2 separate regions of the Sus scrofa genome follow, and region 2 is linked to region 1. A link is a contact called in public HiChIP or PLAC-seq data. All regions are on one chromosome and are shown on one strand. Each heading gives the region's core, a stretch centred on a gene start, on an enhancer-like site or on the middle of the called end of the contact. The rest is flanking DNA. Distances are from core to core; before and after follow the strand shown.

Region 1 (4,170 bases), core at 892-3,391:
GGATACCATTCTAAAATATGATTAACAAACAGCTTCCCAGTTCTGCTTGAACACTTGAAAACAGCATTTGCTGTCTCAAGGCAAAAGTTTTTTCCACCTTAGTATAGCTATAATAATCAGATAACTCTTTCTCATACTAGATAGAATTTTCTTTCTGTTTATTGTAAGTGTTACCTACTGGTCTTATTTCTAGTCACAGCAAAAATGTAAAATATACTAATCTGTTTACATGATTCCACTTTCAAAAATGTGAAGGAAGCTATCATCTCTGCTTAGCCTTCTCTTGTCTAAGGTAAGCATAATTTAAGAATAACCACTCCTTTTATGACTTTGTTTCAGAAATTTTACCATTCTACTCATTTTCCTCCAGAACTAGTCTGTTAATGTCTTCTTAAAATGTAATGCTCAGATTGAACACAATACTCTGAATATAGTCTGTTCAGGGAAAAATATCAGTACAGCTGGCAACAGTCACTGTTGATCAAGTGCTATTGACAAACATATATGATGGAGTGAAAACTCCCAGAACTTCTTCAGCATAGCTCACTGATGTCAAGCCAAGACTTCTCCATATTCTTCTTACATAACTGATTACTTGAATCCTAAGCAAGGACTTGCATTTCCTATTATTGAATTCATAATTCCAAGTTTTCCTTCTATAGCCACAATCTTTTTGAACCCAGATTCTGACACCTCATATATTATATGTCCTTTTCAGCATAAATATGCGTATCTACATTTTCATCTAGGTGAGAGATTTAAAAATCAATGATAAAAAGCCTTGCCCAAAGAAAGGCGGCAGAAAGTTAATTTTCCAAAACATACTATATCTGGATCAGAGATGATCACATTAAAGAGGTGTAAAATATCTTCAAAATTATTATTGCACATCCCTCTCTTCTAAAATCTTCACACCCTCTCAGATTAATCCATATAGAATACCACTGCATCATGTAACATCTTTACAAAAATAATTACTCGCCCTATTCGCCACATCAAATTCACATGTTTCTGCTTGGTTTCTAAAACCTTCCACAATTTAATAACCTAATGAATTTTCTGTTCCAAGTTAGTCTCCTCCAGGACGTTTCCCAAACTTCCAATGTTTCCTCTTGGAACCACCTTTCATATCCAATTTCTAGCTTCTTTTGACAGGTTGAATCAAGGGAAGTTCCAATCCATTCTTGGGGGAGGGAGGAAAAAAAAAAAAAAAAACACAGGAGAAGAGAGGGGGAAAATGGAGGAGAGAGGCACTTTGGTTAGATAAAGATATATAAATGACCTAATAAATGTAAAGTGATCCTCAGGCCGCCTGCCAAGTAACAGGCATTTTACATTCGTTACCCCTCAGTTTCTCATTTATTTGCAACACCGAAGTCCTGTGCACAGTAGGTTTTGAATGAATACCAGTTAAATTTCAAACACATTGTTTTGCTAAAATAAATTAGATCGTGGAAATCAAAATCCCAGGAAGCAGAGAATAAACAAAAACAATGACTCCTAACCTCAATAAGGTAAAGTTTCCTGAACTCATTCAGGAAGAATAATCATGCTATACATGCATGGCATATGTACACTGCTCTCTTCCTCTAACTTTCGGATGAAGTATATTTTTGCCTTTTGATTCCTGATTTTGACTTTGGTTAAGCGACGTTTGAGCAACGGAGGTTTGCAGAAAGTTGACCAACATCTGCAACCCCATCACCTTTTAAAGAAATGGGTTTAAAACATATAAATGCAAGCTTCAACTGACCAGCTTCAGTTCAAGTTTCTTCTCCGTAGTTTATGCTGTATCAGACAACACCCATCCGTTTGGTAGGAAATGAGCTAGTTTGGGGGACTAAAATCCAAAAAAATGACCTGTCTTCTCTAGCCTCCCCCGCCCGCGCCGCGCCCAACGAAAACACTGCCAGGCCCCGCGTTCTGACTCCGGCCGGTGGCTCCAGAGCGAGAGGGCGCACTTAGTCTCCCTTTCTCCTCCCGCGCGTGTCTGTTAGCGCTCACCTGCCGCACCAGCCGCCCACAGGAAGACGGCGAGTCCGTGGAGCAGTTACAAGCGAAGCCAAAAATCTGCAAACATCAACCGTTGTTACTTTTCAAACATGCCGCCTCTTCCTGTAAGTCCCTCCCCGTTCCGCCCCGCCCACTTCCTGCTCTCTAGCCGCGCCGGGTGCCGGTTGGGCTCAATAGACTCAAGGCGGCTGGGGCTGGAACTGCGAGAGGACGCCGGGTTCCACCCGGAACTATTTTTCGCGGAGTTGGTGCCTAGTCGGACCTCGAGTTCGTAAGCAGTGGGAGCGCAGTGGTTTGGAGGAGTCCGAGGTTGCTATGGAGTCCCCGAAACTTTTGAAAACTGTCGGGGTTCCAGGCGAAGAGCAAGAGCGAATGGAGGATTTCTGGAGACGTGTGCTAAGCTTAAGGTGACAAGGGAAAGAGGACGTGGGGCTTTCAATGGAGCAGGGTAAGTCATAGAGTCTCAGAGTAATAATGATATCGATATTTTTTGATCATTAATTATGAGGCTCCAGGTTTTGTGTTGGATGCTTATAGGTATTATCTAATTTAGGCTTCATTAGAAAGGGAAAAGGAGGAGTTCCCGTTGCGGCTCAGCTGGTTAAAAACCCGCTAGTATACATGAGGATGCGGGTTCGAGCCCTGGCCTCACGCAGTGTCTTAAAGTATCTGGCATTTACTCGCGCTGTAGTGTGTAGGTCGCAGATGCGGCTAGGATCTGGCGGATCTGGCGTTGCTGTGGTTGGCCTGCAGCAGTTCCGATTAGACCCCTGAGAATTTACATATGCCGCAGGTGCGGCCCTAAAAAAAATGAGAGGGGAAAAAAAAAAAAGGGAAAGGGGTGCTCCCTGGTGGTTCAGCTGGTTAAGGATCTGGCGTTGTCACTGTTGCGGCACAGGTTTGATCCCTGGCCGGGGATCTTACGCATGTGCGGGTGAGGAAAAAAAAAAATTAATAAGGAAAAGTGGTTAGTAGATACTGTCATCAAATGAGTGATTAAATCAAGGAGATTATGCACTTGGCCCAAAGCTGTACGCAGTAGTTCATAAGTAGCATAATCAGGATTTGAACACAGATCATTTGATTGTGTTTGTAGGTACAACTTCAAGAGATGAGAGCAACCTAGCAGTGCACTTGGTTAGGTTAGTTCACTTTCACAGGCTTAGAAGTGATTCGTTTCCACTTGTACGGTAAGTGACACTGTCTAGGGTAGAACCCAAATCTCCTGGTGCTTCTCCCTCCCTTCATTCATCCCTCCACAGGAGCCAGGGACTCCTGGTGTTTCCCAACACTGAACTATTAGCCAAACTTGGATGTCTCTGAGTTGGATTCTTCAGATAATAATGCTCGAATGAGAGGGAGTTCATACATGATCACAAATAAGGGTCTTGCAGCAACTACTGGCCTAGTTGTCAGAGGGAAAAGCCATTTGGTTTTCTTATGGCTTGGGACAGTAGAGGCCATAATAAGACTTGTGTCTGACCACAGGCTATGGTAATATCTAGAGACAGTGATGTATTGGATGGGAAGTCTGAATTGCCTCAAGTGAAAAATAATGCTGGAAAGATTGCATTGGAAGTAGATGCAAATTCTGGTACTTTGATTTGGAGGGTGAAGGCTATACCTGTTAATATGGAAATGCATACCAATTTGAAAAAAAATACATTGCATATTCAGTAGTTTAGGGGTTTTTCCTTTCTATAAAAGTGAGCTAGGAAATAGATTTTTTTTAAATAGTGAGAGTCAGTGAAGAAAGGAGAGAAAAAAGCCTTTCTCATTGGCACTTACCAAATCAAACTGATTATTTGTGCATGCACATACTCCACAGGCCACATCTTTTCAGAGGCAGGGAAAAGGGCAATAGATAGCATAGTGGCTGAGAGCTCAGCTCTTAAGTCAGAAAGAACTAGGTTTAAATATCTCATCACACTGCTTACTATCTGTATGGACTCAGGTAAGTTGTTTAACCTAACTAAAATGGTTTCTGCATCCTTAAAATAGTGATAATATCTGGCTTATAGAGTGTCATGAAGATTAAATGGATTCATTCATGTAAAATGTCCAGCAGAATTGTAAACACTTGATAAATATTCCCTGTTGTTTTGACTATTATGATTTATACATTGTCCTAGTAATATATCTTTCAAATGATAATTA
Region 2 (3,983 bases), core at 630-3,129, 140 kb after region 1:
GAGGTGTGAGCTTGTGGCTTGAGATTTTTCACAGTAATATTTTCTGCTTTTTAGATTGGAAATATATGGCATGTTTTTGTGAATATATACATATGGTATTCCCACTATTTTATTTAGACATTTTAAAATTATAATATAAATTATATGTAACTATATATAATTTTAAAATATATATACAATTTTAAAATATATATACACTTTTTAAATATATATACACTGGTATGTGTGTCTGTGTGTATGTATATGTAATCTTAAGTTCCACATAATTTTCCTCTTAAGTAATAAATATTTTTCAGATGGGCAATTTCCCTAAGCAATAAATAGAAAAACATTTGATATCTGTTCTAGTCAAAATTCTGTGAAAGGGTGTCTATTCAAACTAGCCTGAATAAAAAAAAGAGACTTTCTGGTAGGGATATAGAGCTCTCATGGAAACAAAGGAGAGCCATGCCCTATGGGAGTTGATACCATTAGCAAATAAGACAGCCTCTCCTTTCCTCTGTTCTCCCTTTCTCTGTTCTGTGTCTTTGTCTCTCTCTTCTGACTTTCCATTTCTCCCTCTACTTCTGTCTGCTTCTATGACTCTCCCTGCTTGTCTCTCCATTCCCATTTTATCTCTGCTTCTCTCTGTCAGGCTGTGCCTAGAGATGGGCTAGTGGAATGACAGACATGTCCATGTAGTTCTACTCCAACACTGTCAACCTGAAGAAACAATTTTTTCAAATACCAGGTTTAACACATCATGAATAACTTTAAGCCAGACTATGGCAAGTCAGTTCTTAATGTGATATTCTTATTTGAATCGGCTAAAATTAGCCATCTTTAGTCAGAATTATTATAGTTCTGACATTAGCTGGGATTGGTGCAAAACAGGTAATGAAGAAAGATAAATTTGAAAAACATGCATGTAAAACTTCACGGTCCCTTCTTATATGTTTGAATTGATAAATTGAACATCTTAACCTCAAGGAGCAGCATCTTGTTGATTTATGAGAAACATTTGGCATTCTCTTGTGCTAATGCAGGATACAGTTTCTTAAGAGTTCCTTAAATTGATACAGTTCCCCAAGCATTCCTTAAATACACATTTTCATACATTTTCTTTAGTGGAAATGATATCAATTGGCACCAAACCTCTGGAAAAATAAGACCGTTAAGCTGCTACTCAATCGTTTATTTCCCAAATAACATGACTCCTTTTTCTTTCCTCATTTTTTAAAAATCTTTTTTTAAATTGAAGAATAGTCGATTTACAATATTGTGTTAGTTTCAGATGTATGGAATAGTGATTCATGTATTATTTATGCGTATTATATTCTATTGTATCTTATTACACAATAATAATCTATTCAACCTGTTAACACCTAATAGGTATTCCCTAATAACATATTAAAAATCATTTTGAATCACCCAGTGTATTTGACTCTGTTCTGAAAGAACATCAATTTCTTACGCTTTGTCTTCAGCTTTATACGTGGCACCATCTGTTTTCTTTTGGTAGGTCCATGGGGCACATAACTGGTATGTTGCTTTTTAAACACAAAACAGATTGCATGTGGGAGTTTAAATAAGATGGTGACATTAAACTCCTCCATGTGACTGTCTCTAAGAGCAGAGGAAGAATGAAATACAGCCCAGCTGCAGCAATGTTTTTATGTGAATCTCTTTGCCCCAGGAGCTCCAAAAGGTCAGAACATTTCCTTGAGACTCCCCTGGGATATGGGTTCCTGCATGGGGGAGGGAAAGCCTGGATCTGGGCTCCTCTTTTTGTTTCTAACTTTGCATTCTCCTTCTGCTTCTCTTTTTTTGGTTTCCTATCTTCCCCCTTCTCTTTCCTGGCTCATCTTTATCATCATCTTACTCACTGGTAACCACAATTTCCCTTCTAGAAACAGCTATACTAATAAAAGCAATAGCTTACATCATATTCATAGCTTACATGGCATTACAATAATATATGCACTTTGCACATATTTAGTTTAATGACTGCAATGATTTTAAGACTTAGGTACAATAACAGTCCATATTTTTCAGAAAAGGAAATTGAGACACAGAGAGGTTAATTTGCCCGTGAAATAAAATACTACAGCAATAGCAAAATCAGTAAATCAGTAAATTTCTTTTTCTTCTTTCTTTTTTGTTTTCTTTTTGCTTTTTAAGTTCTCATCCATGGCATATGGAAGCTCCCAGGCTAGAGGCTGAATCAGAGCTGTGGCTGCCAGCCTATGCTATAGCCATTGCAACATAGGATCCGAGCTGTGTCTGTGACCTAAACCACAGCTCATGGCAATGCCAGATCCTTAATCCACTGAACAAGGCCAGAGATTGAACCCAAGTCCTCATGGATACTGGTTGAATTCATTTCCACTGCACTACAATGGGAACTCTTATTTTTCTTTAATTTTTGTGTTTTTCAGTTTTGTAACTTGGTAAGAACTCTTTTCTTTTCTTCTCTTCTCTTTTCTCCTTTTTAGCCACCACATGGCATATGGAGTTCTCAGGGCAGGGAATCAGATCTGAGCCGCAGCTCTTTCAACACCGGATCCTTAACCCACTGTGGTGGGCTGGGGATCAAACCTGTGTCCCAGTGTTCCCAAGACGCGGCTGATCCCATTGTGCCACAGTGGGAACTCCAGGAATTGTTTATTTTAATGGATTTTATTTAACTCCATTTGAACCTCTATTAAATGTTAGGCTCACAGATTTATACTAGAAGGTGGGATGATTTTTTTATTACTTAATGAATTTTATTACATTTATAGTGTACAACAATCATCACAACCAAATTTTATAGCATTTCCATCTCAAACCCCCAGTGCATCCCCCTACCCCCCAAGGGAAGATGAGATGATTTTGAAAGAAGGTCAAAGATCAGTAAAAACTTGAAGTCAAACCTCAAAGTCAAAGAATTAACAGCCTCCAGGGAAAGACAGCCATAAAAGCCAACAATCCCAACAAAAAAACCTGAGAAAAGTGAGTTCCCCTCAGAATGATAATAGTCCTCAACAGCAAGTTGCAGGTACTAGGAAAATACCGCCTTGTATATGAGGCAACATTTGAATTGGGTTTGGTATGATGATAAAGATTAATTTCAAAGTGGGTATGAGTAATGCTGATGAAAGTCAGCATTCATGGTTCAACTCTATATAAGAGCTTTACATGAATTATGTAACCCTTATAACAACCCTGTCAGGTAGGTTCCATTAGTACCCCCATTGAACAGATGTGGCAGACTGAGGCCTGGAGAGGTTAGATTACTTGCCTAAGTGACTGCAGTAATGTGGGATGTGAGGATCCACCCCCAGGTAATCTTAACTCAAGAGCCCATGCCTTGAAACTGTAAATTCTGTAATGAAACTTATCAGCGATCAATATTGTTTCACTATGTTTCTCCCAGAAGAGGTTTGTGCTAATCTACTTTTCAACATTATGCCTTTATACCAATCTGACTTGGATTTGTCTTATATCCCTTTTATTTTTAAAGTGGTTTTACAGGTGATTTCACTCTGTTCTCCGGCAGGGCTGCTGCTACTTTATTTCACATGATGTCAAAAGTGACCTCACGCATTAGCGATTATAGTGTAGGTCACACCTCAGAGTATTCTCACCAGATCAGAGGATCGGATGGGTTTCACCTGCTTCCTAGGCAGTGGATGCCTGCAGAGGTGTGTTGAGAGGTATATCGAGGCTCTGTGCAGACTTGGCAAGGAAGGATGTAGGGATTTACCAGGACTTTGTCCTGGGAGCTCGCCTCTACCAGGATGTGGAGTGGACAGGGGAAGGTATCAGGCAAAGAAGATGTGTAGGTTCCTCGCAGGACAGAGACATTTGGCCTGGAGTAGATTTGACTCTGACCCAAGAGGACTTTCTAAAGGGTAATGGGAACTCAGCAGAGAGCATCTCTGAGGAATGGAACAGTAGAAAACCAGAGGTTAAGGAGGAGAGTGGCATTAGAGGGTCCTAGGAAGGGACTCTTTGAGAGA

What was found. HiChIP or PLAC-seq counts read pairs in DNA pulled down with a chosen protein or histone mark.
Region 2: a contact with region 1 is called in an H3K27ac HiChIP or PLAC-seq map of alveolar macrophages. The contact joins the enhancer-like site here to the promoter of NUF2 in region 1. A contact is called at or near these places in 1 of 5 promoter capture datasets (liver), 6 of 47 Hi-C or Micro-C datasets (alveolar macrophages, embryonic fibroblasts, fibroblasts and 1 more) and 1 of 2 datasets of contacts at active chromatin or transcription factors (alveolar macrophages).

The regions. Positions count from the first base shown.
Region 1 is chr4:87,192,052-87,196,221 of Sscrofa11.1, forward strand. It overlaps NUF2 (kinetochore protein Nuf2), which reads right to left and starts at 2,142. Exons shown (of 14, transcript XM_005655379.3): 1 at 2,005-2,142. It overlaps LOC100518120 (a long non-coding RNA gene), which reads left to right and starts at 2,255. Exons shown (of 2, transcript XR_001303421.2): 1 at 2,255-2,461.
Region 2 is chr4:87,327,627-87,331,609 of Sscrofa11.1, forward strand. The region is part of intron 3 of RGS5 (regulator of G protein signaling 5); the gene reads left to right. Among named protein-coding and RNA genes, the nearest start is that of RGS5, 43 kb to the left of the region's middle. Within about 2 kb of position 1,880, at least 3 of the 83 cell types and tissues checked have an H3K27ac peak or open chromatin away from gene starts, as enhancers often do. A contact at or near this core is called in alveolar macrophages, where this site is marked.